2 separate regions of the Canis lupus genome follow, and region 1 is linked to region 2. A link is a contact called in public Hi-C data. All regions are on one chromosome and are shown on one strand. The core of a region is the stretch at or near the end of the contact, and the rest is flanking DNA. Distances in the headings are between cores, read along the strand shown. Region 1 holds the start of HORMAD2 (HORMA domain-containing protein 2). Region 2 has its middle 16 kb from the start of AP1B1.

Region 1 (5,359 bases), core at 2,174-4,673, 540 kb before region 2:
GTTGGGTTATGTGCCCATTGTAATATATACAGTATCACGGTTACATTTATGTATCCATCCCACCCCATTGTAAGCTAACATGAAAGTAAAGTTGTGTCTGTCTAGCTCATTCTTTGTTTTTTAAAGGTGTCCTTAAAGGTACAATTTAATGGGTTTTATCATAGTTTTGCAACCATCACTACTAATTCCAGAAGATTCTTGTTTTCCCAAAAAGAAACTCCATGCCCATTACCAATCACTCCCCACTCTCCCCTCCCCCTTGCCCCTTGCAACCACTAATCTATGTTTCATCTCTATGGATTTGCCTATTCTGGACATTTCATATAAATGAAATCATGTAATATGTCACCTTTTATGTCTGGTTCAGCTCATTCTTGAATCCTCAGCACCTCAGCATTGTTCCAGTATTGGAACAAAATAGATGCTCAATAAATATTTGCTGGGTCAATAGAGAAGTACTACAAGAATGAGAAAGAATTAAGTATCTAGAAAAGAATTACAGAATATTAGAGATAGGAGGAACTTTAAATGTCATCCAGTCCAAACATCTAATTTTCTAGATGAGGAAATCAAGGTCCAGAGAAATCAACTCACTTACTCAGGGTCAAACACTCACTGGCAGACTGAGAATAAAACTTAAGAAATTTTTGCTCACAATTTAGGAGTTTTTCTACAATGACTCCCTAAAATGAAATTCCTTTTTGCTTGCATTCCATTTAAAATGATGCACTACCAGTGCTTTCCTAGTTGTGGAGCTTGCTTGCTTACTTCTAAGTACAGTAGTGTCTTTTTCTGTTGTTCTAGAATGAGCTTGCTTTAGAAAGGCAAAACATATCTAAATGATTTTTTTAAATAGCCAGGCTCTTTTCAACCTCTAATTATTCCTTTGCTACTGTTGTTTTCTCTTTGAGCAGGTGTTTTGTGGAAGTCTCCTATTCAAGTACAAACTCTGCTTAATTTTGAAAGCTCACAAGCTGACAGCCCCAGGAGGTATGACACTACAGATCATGCACTCAAAGAGAATAACTCTGATGTTTTTTAATCACCTTGTTCTAACTCATTATCTAAAAGCTTAGGAGAGATTTCATAATAATTATGGATTTTATGAACAAAACTCTAACTTTCAAATGTCTTTCAGTTATATATTTGCTTGCATATTTGACCCACAAATATCTGAAATGTCACAGGGCATCAATATCATTCACTCTTATACTCGATATATTCACTCTGTGACAAGAATTATGATCTTGGGAGGGCAAGATGTACTTTCTCAGATAAAAAGACTCATACTAGGCTAACCTCTTGACTTACATCTCAACTGCCCTATTTAAAATGTTGATACAATTGCTTACTATTTTACCCTTTTACGAGTGAATCCAAGATTTAAATAAAGATTAACCAGCTATTGCTCAGTATATTAAAGCCTAAGCCACTTCTTGCCCACCCCCCCCCCCCCATTTTGGCCATTCTGAGTGAAGTAAAAACCACTTTTATCATGTTTGCACAAAGACAATAATAGTTGATTTCCTAATGATTTCCACCCATCTTTCCCAATCTTCCAAAACCATTTTTTAACAAGAAAATTCCCTTTATATCAAATGAACAATATCTAATAGCTGAATTCTAAAATGCAACTAGATGAGCTTTCTTGCCTGATATGAAGGATGGCTTTACACAAAGGAAGTACATTTTGACATAAATGGGCTCAGCATCATAGATTTGGAAGGGAAAGGACATGTCCTCTAAAGATAATCTAATCCCTTTATTTTAAAGAAAAGGAAAGTCATTTAGTGGAGGAAGGATAGTCTCTTCAACAAATGGTATTGGAACAACAGGATCTCTGTAGGCAAAATACAAAAACAACCCCCCCCCGCCCCAAACCAAAAACTCTCAGTCTAAATCTCACACTGCACACAAATAATTCAAAATGGGTCATGGATTTAAACGTAAAATGTAAAACTATAAAGAAGAGGAAAATGAAGTCCAACAAAAGAAGTTGGTTTGTCAGAGGTCACCCAGTTATTCAGAGGCTTCACAGAGTTTGCTTCCATAAATTATTATTCACCATTTTAACAAATTCCATTTGGCTCTGATAATTCCCCTTTTCCACGCTCACTCAGAGTAAATGGTTTTCCACTATATTAATCGGATATTTGTTCATGCTCTTTTGGTTTTTTAATATCTTCTTCGGGCTACCTCAATTATTCATTCATTCAAAATTTACTGGGTGACTACAATGTACCAGACATCATGTAGGATTGCAAAGATGTAAAATATCACTCACATCTCAAGAGATTGATGATCCAATGGGGGAGATATGAGACTATCAGCCTAATTAAATAAAAAACTCTTTTAGGGACAAGGACCGAACTTTATCTTTGTTTTCACCAGCCAAGTGAAGTGAAAACACTCCGTCCCATGCTCTGCACATCTGAACACATGTCGGTGATTGGCTAATCTTGCGTTTCAAGACACTTTCGCCCTTGTACTGTTCGGGGACCTAAAGTCCACAGAGATTAAAGGGCACGTCCTGGAAAAGGTGGCAAAGGAGCCAAGATGACTCCGTGGGGACCCATCCCCACCTCTGTCACCTCTTGCTCTGCGCCACGCATGGATCCTGGTGGAACACCTCCATGGCTGGCGAAAACCTGGCCTACCCAACGTCACCCCAAAGCTCCATTCCCAACCCCCAGCAATGCACAGACGTCGTTGGCCTGACCCCAGTGCTGGGCCACTCGCTAACTACCGCTGCTGCTTCCTCACCAAGACTCATTGCTTCTTTCCCATTGAAATCTGAATTCAAGAGCTACCTTGATAGCGGGAATGCGGGTGTTCGCAGAAAAATTCTCCCCACTCTTTTTTTTTTCGTCCTCCCTTCCTGTACGTGAAATTTTTCAAAACTCGAGCGCTGAGGGTGAGAGTAGAGGGAAGGGTGGGGTGTTAATCTAGAAGCTTCCCTTAGTCTTCTTCCTCAGTGCCAGCCTTCCCGCTTCTCCTCAGAGAACCTCGGGCCTCTGCGGAATACCTTCAAATCAAACTTAAAGCCTCAAGGAAAAAGAAAAGGAAAGGGAAAAAAAAATTAACCTAACCTTAGGAAAACTGACGATGCTCAAGCACTGTCTTTCTCCGGAAACCTTGCGTCTGGACAGCCCTCACTTCAGCTGTCGACGCCTCTCTCAGGAGCGTGAGTACCCAACGGCCGTTTCCGGCCCAAACCCGCTTAGGCTTATGAATAGTCAATAAGGTCCTTTGAGGGCGGGGCGAGACGCTGCCTCATGAATAATGCATGATCTCTCCAAGGCTTGCCTGGGCGGTCTGCCTCGTTCGGCTTCATGAATATGCAAAAAGGGGTGAGCGGCCGCTAACCGACCCCTGACAGGCTCGGCCCCCTCAGCGCCGGCGTCCTCTAGGGCGGGCCTCCTTCGCGCTGGTTCTCAGGCCACGCAGCCTCCCGTCGCCGGCGCCGTGTCCCTGCTGCCGACTTTCTTGCCCTTCTGAGGGCTGGCCCCGCGCTCCCGGGCCTGAGGGACCCGCCCTGGGCTCGCGGCGCCGCCCACGGACCCCGACGGGGCCTTCCGCGCGGGGCCGCTGCACCTGGGCAACCGGTACGTCGAGGACAGTCTCCCGTGGGGCTCGCTGAGGAGACGCCTGCTGTCCCAGGTGAGGCGGCGGCGCGGAGGTCCTGGCCGGCCCAGAGGGACCTGGGGTCAATGGGGCGGGGCCGGGTTAGAGCCGGAAGGACCGCGGGGTGAATGCGAGCCTGGACGGGGACCAGGACAGAGAGGCGTGAGACCAGCTTAGGGCGGTGTCGGGTAGAAGCCTCTAGAGCCTAGGTGCTTGGCGTACGGGTGTCCTCGCGGAAGCCGGCACCGGGAGCTAGCGGTCCAGAGACAGAGGTGTCACCCCTTGAGGCATCTCCACTTCTTCCCTGGCATCGATCGATCCAACTTTGCGTTATTTTCAACATCGATTTGTCGTCGCGCGTTCAGACGTATTCCACTGCCTTGTGGAGTTTCTCGAAGGTTCGTGAAGTCCCCCTTGAACCTCTGCGATGGGATTTCTTTGGGAGTGGATGAAGCATGGGGCCTCTGGACACCTGTTTTTACTTTCTGTTTCTGCAGTAAAGGAAAAAAAGATCCAAGCTGGTAAAAACATGAGTTAATAACATAATGAAATGACTAAAACCATGAATTGGGCTGCGATAGTTTTTTAGTGCAGGGTTTCTAAACCTCCGGTCGTTCTTCTCCCTGCCAATTTGTGACAACCCAGAATGTCTCCAGATGTAGTCAAGTGTCCCCTGAGGGACAAAACCACCCTTGGTTGAGAACTACTTTAATCCTGAACTTTCCAGAAGAAATTGCTCTGTAAGCTCCAGCCTGGCAGATGGTCTCTCTGCTCCAGCCCTTTCGGCGTCAGTATTTACCCACTTCCCAATGGAGGGACCACTAGTCCGTCTGTTCTGTCATTCTCATCTGCCCTCGTCTCAGCTTCACTGTCTCCAAAGAGCCTTCTTCCTCTACCTTATGCTAATGAAAGTTCATCTCACCCCCCCCCCACACACACACACAGTTATTGTCTCTCATTACCATTGTTTCCTTACTAAAATTTATCACAATCTGGATTTCATTTATTTCTTAACCTGTTTTTCTTCACCACGGAGAATGCAAGTAAGCTTTATTAGAGGCCTGATCTGTCTGGGTCACTCCAGGATCCCTATAGCTCAACACACAACACAGTGCCTAGCAGACAGGGATCACTCAATAAACCTTGGTGGACTGAGACAATACTCTTTTTTTCCTCTAAGAGCTTTTGTGGAGTTTCTCCTTCTCCTTTCCATTCTCATTCTTGTTGAGCTCCTTGTGACCTTTGTTTAGAATTTGAATGGATGAATGAGCACCTAGAAGCTATGGGTAGAGACTTCACTTTTCCCATGACTTATACACTCCTTGAGGGCAGAAACTGTCCTTTATTATGTTCATTGAAGGTATTCATATAGTTGAATGAACCAATCTATGACTTAAGGAACGATATTAGACGATTAAAAATCGATAGCGCCACTGGGGCTTTAGAAAATATCAGTCTATTCCCTTACTTTACAGATGAGAGTTTTAAGTAATTCATGCAAGATCACCACACTTGTTAAGAGACCAGGTCACAAGTACAACCCATGGTCTCACACCTTTCATTTCAATGCTTCTTTCCAATCTCTGACCAGTGTAGTTTCTGATTACTTTTCTGTGAAGCTGATTTACAACTCAAATACAAAAATCCGAAGCCAAAGACTTGTTTCTTGTCAACTAAAAGCTTTTGAGCTTGTACTTTTCATCTTTTGATTAAATCTACCTCAAGGGATTATGAC
Region 2 (5,590 bases), core at 1,078-3,577:
GTGGAGCCCAGTGTGGGACTCGATCCCAGGACACCGGGATCACTACCTGAGCTAAAGGCAGACCCTTAACCACTGAGCCACCCCTGACTAAGTCTTAATTGTTAATAATCTTGTGAATAGTGGGCAAGTTCTAGTGTCTCTGTTTCACAGAGGAAGAAACTGAGGCATAGACAGAGAGATGACTTGATCTATGAAAATCACAGACCTAGTAGTAACAGAGCTGGCATTTGCTGGAATGGCCTCAGTCTTCAGGAAGAGATCTTGGAAGGTGTCAGAGGACTGTGATAGTAGCCCTTACTTGGGGTCTGACAGACAATCATCAATAATAAAAATAAAAATAATAATAATAATAGTATTAATAATCAAATAGCTATCCCATTTCAAGAGCTTTTACTGCTCCTCGGGCCCCATGCTTAAGCACGCTGTGTGAATACTTTCATTTACACTTTACTCTTTCTCTATGAAGTGCTATGATTAACCCTATTTTGTAGTTGGGGAAATAGAAGCTCAGAGAGGTTAAGTGACTTGCTCAAGGTCACACAGCAATGATTTACCAAACCAGAGTTTAAACTTTTCAAATGATTTTTTAATGGTTAAAAGTCCAAAGGGCCAAAGGGTAGACAAAGCAGTCTCCTTTCCTCTCTTCTGTCGCCAGCCACCCAGCTCCTCCCCTGGAGGTAATCTCAAGTGTCCTTCTGAGCAGGTTTGTGTGTTCACAGACAAATCTGGGCTTGTGTTATTGAGAGCCATGTTTAAACCCATACCTCTGAGGTGCCCCATTACCCACTGAAGCTCAGGGCTTGACACAGAGTGCTCACCATGCTCTGGCAGAGATATGAGGCCACCAAAAGCCTTTGTCCTCTGCCCCAGGCCCCTCTCCCTACCGCCATTGTGCCTCTTCAGCAGATGGCTGAGTGCCTGCCTGGCTCTACTCTGCAGCAGAGCCTGGGCTGTCATCCAGGGCCCTGCCCAGCAATGGGGGAAGGGCTGCAGCAGGCTCTGGGGGACCTCTTCAGCCCAGTCTGATACCCATTTTATTATCCCTCATGGAGGCAGCCCAGCGTGAAGGAACAGCCCAGGCAAAGGCAAGGAAGCCAGAGTGAGCACAGGGGCTACACAGGTCCCTTGGTCTTTGTGCACAAGGAGACTTGGGTCTGAGTCCCGGTTCCACCCCTTACTGCTATGGAACCAGAAGGACCTCCTTCAGGAGCCTCTGTTTTCTCAGGATATTGGAGGATTAAGGGACAAAGGACCTGAAGCTGTAGTAGCCCCCCGCCCCCTGCCATCTCCAGAGGTTGGTCGTTGGCTTGTTTTAATTATGAAGACCTCTGCTCTGAGCTTTTCCAAACTTCCATCTGACTCCTGGAAAGCAGAGATGCAAGACCCTCAGCAATTCCTTCCCACATGCAGAAGGAACTGAATGCTAATAAACATAAGGTTGTATTGTTGTTGTTGGCATTATTATTACTCCTACCTGGTATATAGACTCCAAAGCCCCTCACCCCTACCCCACTCCCCAGGTGACACTCTAAGGGGAGCCCTGTGGCAGGAGTTCACTTTGGGGGGGGGGGGGCAGAGCAGCAGGAGGTGTATGCGCAGGTTTGAAGATTGGGGGAAGGGGGCAAACAGGGAGCTGGCTGGAGTTCAGGACAGAGCACAGGGCTGGGAATCCGGTGTCTGGGTCAGTAGCCATGCCTGGCTGAGCTCCAGTTTCCTCTGTGGAATGGGGGTCATCTGTCCTCTCCCATTAACATCGTGGGATTCGCGATGCTCAGGCAAGGAACTACAGGAGAGAATATTTGCACCTGTAAAGCAAAGATCACAGTCATGTTGCACAGCTGCTAATTGTACACTTAGAAATGGTAAATTTTATGTTATATATATTTTACTATGATAAAAAAAATATGTGCAGAAAAAAAAGAGGATTTGGGGGGTGCCTTGGTTTAGGTCATGTTCTCTGGGTTCTGGGATCAAGCCACACATTGGGCTCCCTGCTCAGCGGGTAGTCTATTTCTCCCTCTCCCTCTGTAGCTCCCCCTACTTGTGCTCTTTCTTCCCCCCCCCACCCCCCCCCCCGTCAAATAAATAAATCTTAAAAAGGAAAAAGCGTATTTGAATTAATTGCCATATCAGAATAACAGAGCCCACTTTAGAGGAGTTAATATGGACAATTTTTTTTTAAGATTTTATTTATTTATTCATGGGAGAGACAGAGAAAGAGAGAGAGGCAGAGACACAGGCAGAGGGAGAAGCAGGCTCCACGCAGGGAGCCCGATGCGGGACTCGATCTCAGGACTCCAGGATCACGCCCTGAGCCTAAGGCAGGCGCTAAACCGCTGAGCCACCCAGGGATCCCAATATGGACAATTTTGAAAGGCCAAACAGGAAGGTGGTTACCCCAAGTTGTGAGCGGGACCCATGGAGGATGGGCCGGCTGAAGGCACTGAAGCTTTGGAGGAGACCCGGGCATGCGCAGAGAGATGAGAAATAGCCCGGCCTCTTCCCACCTGCCAGTCTTTCTTCAGCGCCTCCCATTGGCTGACTCTAACTAGAGTCAGTTGGCAGAGGAGCCTGGGAAATGTAGTTCACAGGATTGAATACCTGGGATGCCAAGCGAAGCAGAGGAAGGGCAGGGAACGGGTCTGAGATCACAGAGCAAATGACTGTACAGTTGTCAACATTTAAAAGCTGGGTGATTCGACATAAAAATCTGGATTCACAGCTTTTCGCGAAACACCCTTGGGCCCCTGACCTTGCAATGACCCTGGAGACTGAGAAAGGAAAGGAAGACAGGGCGGGGTCAGTGAGGCCCACCTCTGCCTAATTGTGCTGGGGCACTGGCCTTGGGCATGCATGCGGAGGAGTCCTGAGAAGCCTACAAGGTCTCCAGTGTTCTGACTGGCACTTGGTGAGGCATGAGGAGACCCCAGGTCCTCTGGAGCAGGGACACAGGGGAAGCCATGAGGACCCTGAGCGAGGTGGACAGGGCAGGCAGGGCCTGGGGAGCTGGAGGGACTGGATTGGCCTCTAGAAAGAGCACACTGGGTCTCCAGAACCATGGGAACCTTCCTGTCCTAGCTCTTGGAGACTCTCTGGTCCTGCAAAGGTTTTGATTGTTTGCTTTTTATTTTATTTTTCTTTCTAAGGCTGTCAAACCCTGTGTTCAGACCAAATCTTCCAGGAAAGCCCAGTGCATAAACTCTTGGCAGAACTATCCTGGAGGAAGTGGCTGGATGGCCTGAAGTTTGCCTCTGAAGATCCCTGAGGGGCTGTTCAGGAAGGTTCTCAGACCTGTCCAAGGTCACATGTGACATTGAGTAGAGCTGTGCTTATGCCACAGGCATCTTGGCTCCTGGGAAGCTGAGAGCACTGGCTCTGGAGTCCGTTGGACTGGGGGCAAATCCTGGCAGTAGCTCAGTGACCTGGGCCAAGGCCCCTCACCCCTTTTAGGAGAGGATCCAGTACATCCCTCACTGGGTGTGGGGAGGGCTAAAGGGGTTTATGCTTGTCAGGGCCCCACCCAGTGCCTGGGAGTGGAGTTGTTTGTCATGGTTACCAAGGAGACAGTCCCATGCCTATAACAATGACCCAGGCTGCCCTCTGAACCCCAAGATGGGGAAAACTTCCCAGATTCCCTCTTGTCCTCTTCCTGCTCCCTCCCAGGCCACACAGACAGCAAGAATTTGTCCTCTGCAGAGATGTGCAGGGAGAAAGTCTCCTTTTTTTGATGAAACAGCGATGAGGTGATGTCTGGGTTTTTTATATCCTCGTTGCTGAACTGGTGCCAGACATAAGAGTCCAGGCCAGATTCCATTAGCCACATTTGTCCTGTGGGCTCCTGGTCCTGAGGAGAACTTCCAGGGGTCCAGTGTGAGACCCAACAGCTGGGAAGATGATGGCCAGGGCCAATAAAAGCGGTTGTAAGATGTGACACCTCCACTGGAGACCTAGGCAGGGTCTTAAGAGTCTGCCTCACTAAAGAATCTTTACATTAAAAAAAAAAAAAAAAGACATTGTTATAATTTTTCTTCTTGCCAATGTAAGAAATCCTCTGAGGTGTAGGAGTTACTACTAACCCCATTTTTTAGAATAAAGCGAGGCCTAGATAGGTTAATTACCTTGCTCAGAGGAACCCAGTAGTTATGTGTCAAGTCATGGTCTTAATCCTGTTGATCTATTGTCACTCAGACTTCAAAAACCTGAATCCTTATTATTATTCTGCTCAACAGAAGGATCAATGGTCTGGAGAATTTGAAATTGTTGGCAATAATCTTATAGGATTATGTTTTAGATGGGGAAGGAAATCCCTCAAAGTAGCATGCACTTGTTAAAAAAATATTCAGTTACAAAAATGTCTGAAGTAGACAGTGAAAACCTCTGTAACCCTACTCTCCAGAGATAAGCTCTGGAACCATTTAGGATATATACTCTTCTAGACCCTTTTATGCATTTACAAGTAAATGTTAATGTTTATGGCTTTTTTAATTTATTTTTTTTTAAGATTTTGTTTATTTATTCATGAGAGACATAGAGAGAGGCAGAGACATAGGCAGAGGGAAAAGCAGGCTCCTCCCAGGGAGCCCAATGCAGAACTCGATCTTAGGAGATCTTAGGAGCCTGAGATCATGCCCTAAGCCAAAGATAGACACTCAACCACTGAGCCACCCAGGAGTCTCAAAAAGATTTTTTTTTTTTTTTTTTTTTTTTTAGATTTTACTAAGGATTTTATTTTTTTTTTTTTTTTTTTTTTTTTTTTTTTTTTTTTTTTTAAGGATTTTATTTTTAAGTAATGTTTACACCTAACATGGGACTCACAACCCCGAGATCAGGAGTTGTACGCTCACTGACTGAACCAGCTGGGCACCCCTGATATTTATGTTTAAAGATTATACATTCTGTTTTGAAGCTTACTTTTTGCAAATAAGAGCAGCTCTTGAAATGCAAAGGTTCCCAAGGGGGCAGATTTGTGGCAGATCTGGTGGAGAAAGCCTTTGGCAAAGTTTTGTGCAAAATTGTATGTTGTGTGTGTGAACACTGTTGAGGGATAGTGATTATGAGTGTCATCAGAATTTTCAAAAAGACTCAGACCCAAGCCCCTTGTTTTCCCAATGGAGAAAGTGAGGCTGAGAGGGGAAGTGTAGGTGAGTGGGGAGCCCAGCACCTCCGATGGCCTTCAATGGGGACAACGAGGATGCTGCAGTGTGTGGTCCTGGGCATCCTGCCCTGGCCCCGAGAGGAACTGCACCCTGCATGCAGAGCCAGAGGAGGGTGAGGGAGTCAGCCTTGCCTGAGACTCCTGCAGTCCCTGCCAGGAGAAGATTTACAGCCACCAGGAGCTTGAGGTTACAGAGAGTCTGGTGCAGCGCTTGGGGAGGATGCTGCCTGCAGTGCCTGCAGTGGGCCGGCTTCTGGTCAGGCCTGGCTCCTCCAGGCTCTGGAAAGTCCTCCAGAGAGCAGCCCTGGAGCATGGGGATGGACAAGGGGTAGGATTGGAGGGCACCACTGGGATCAGACGCCCCTGACTCCTATCCAGTTGATGTTGGGACCCCAACCCTGGAGACAATGGATGCTGAGCACAGCGCCTGGCCAG

What was found. Hi-C and Micro-C count contacts between places; a contact is called where the count stands out from the background.
Region 1: a Hi-C map of skin fibroblasts shows a contact between it and region 2, with 2.3 times the contacts expected there. The contact joins the promoter of HORMAD2 here to the enhancer-like site in region 2. A contact is called at or near these places in 2 of 9 Hi-C or Micro-C datasets (amygdala and skin fibroblasts).

Annotation. Positions count from the first base shown.
Region 1 is chr26:23,659,180-23,664,538 of UU_Cfam_GSD_1.0, reverse strand. It overlaps HORMAD2 (HORMA domain-containing protein 2), which reads right to left and starts at 3,423. Exons shown (of 13, transcript XR_005379368.1): 1 at 3,090-3,423. It overlaps LOC119877596 (a long non-coding RNA gene), which reads left to right. Exons shown (of 6, transcript XR_005379373.1): 2 at 915-990.
Region 2 is chr26:23,114,603-23,120,192 of UU_Cfam_GSD_1.0, reverse strand. No RefSeq gene overlaps it. Among named protein-coding and RNA genes, the nearest start is that of AP1B1, 16 kb to the right of the region's middle. Within about 2 kb of position 2,327, at least 7 of the 20 cell types and tissues checked have an H3K27ac peak or open chromatin away from gene starts, as enhancers often do.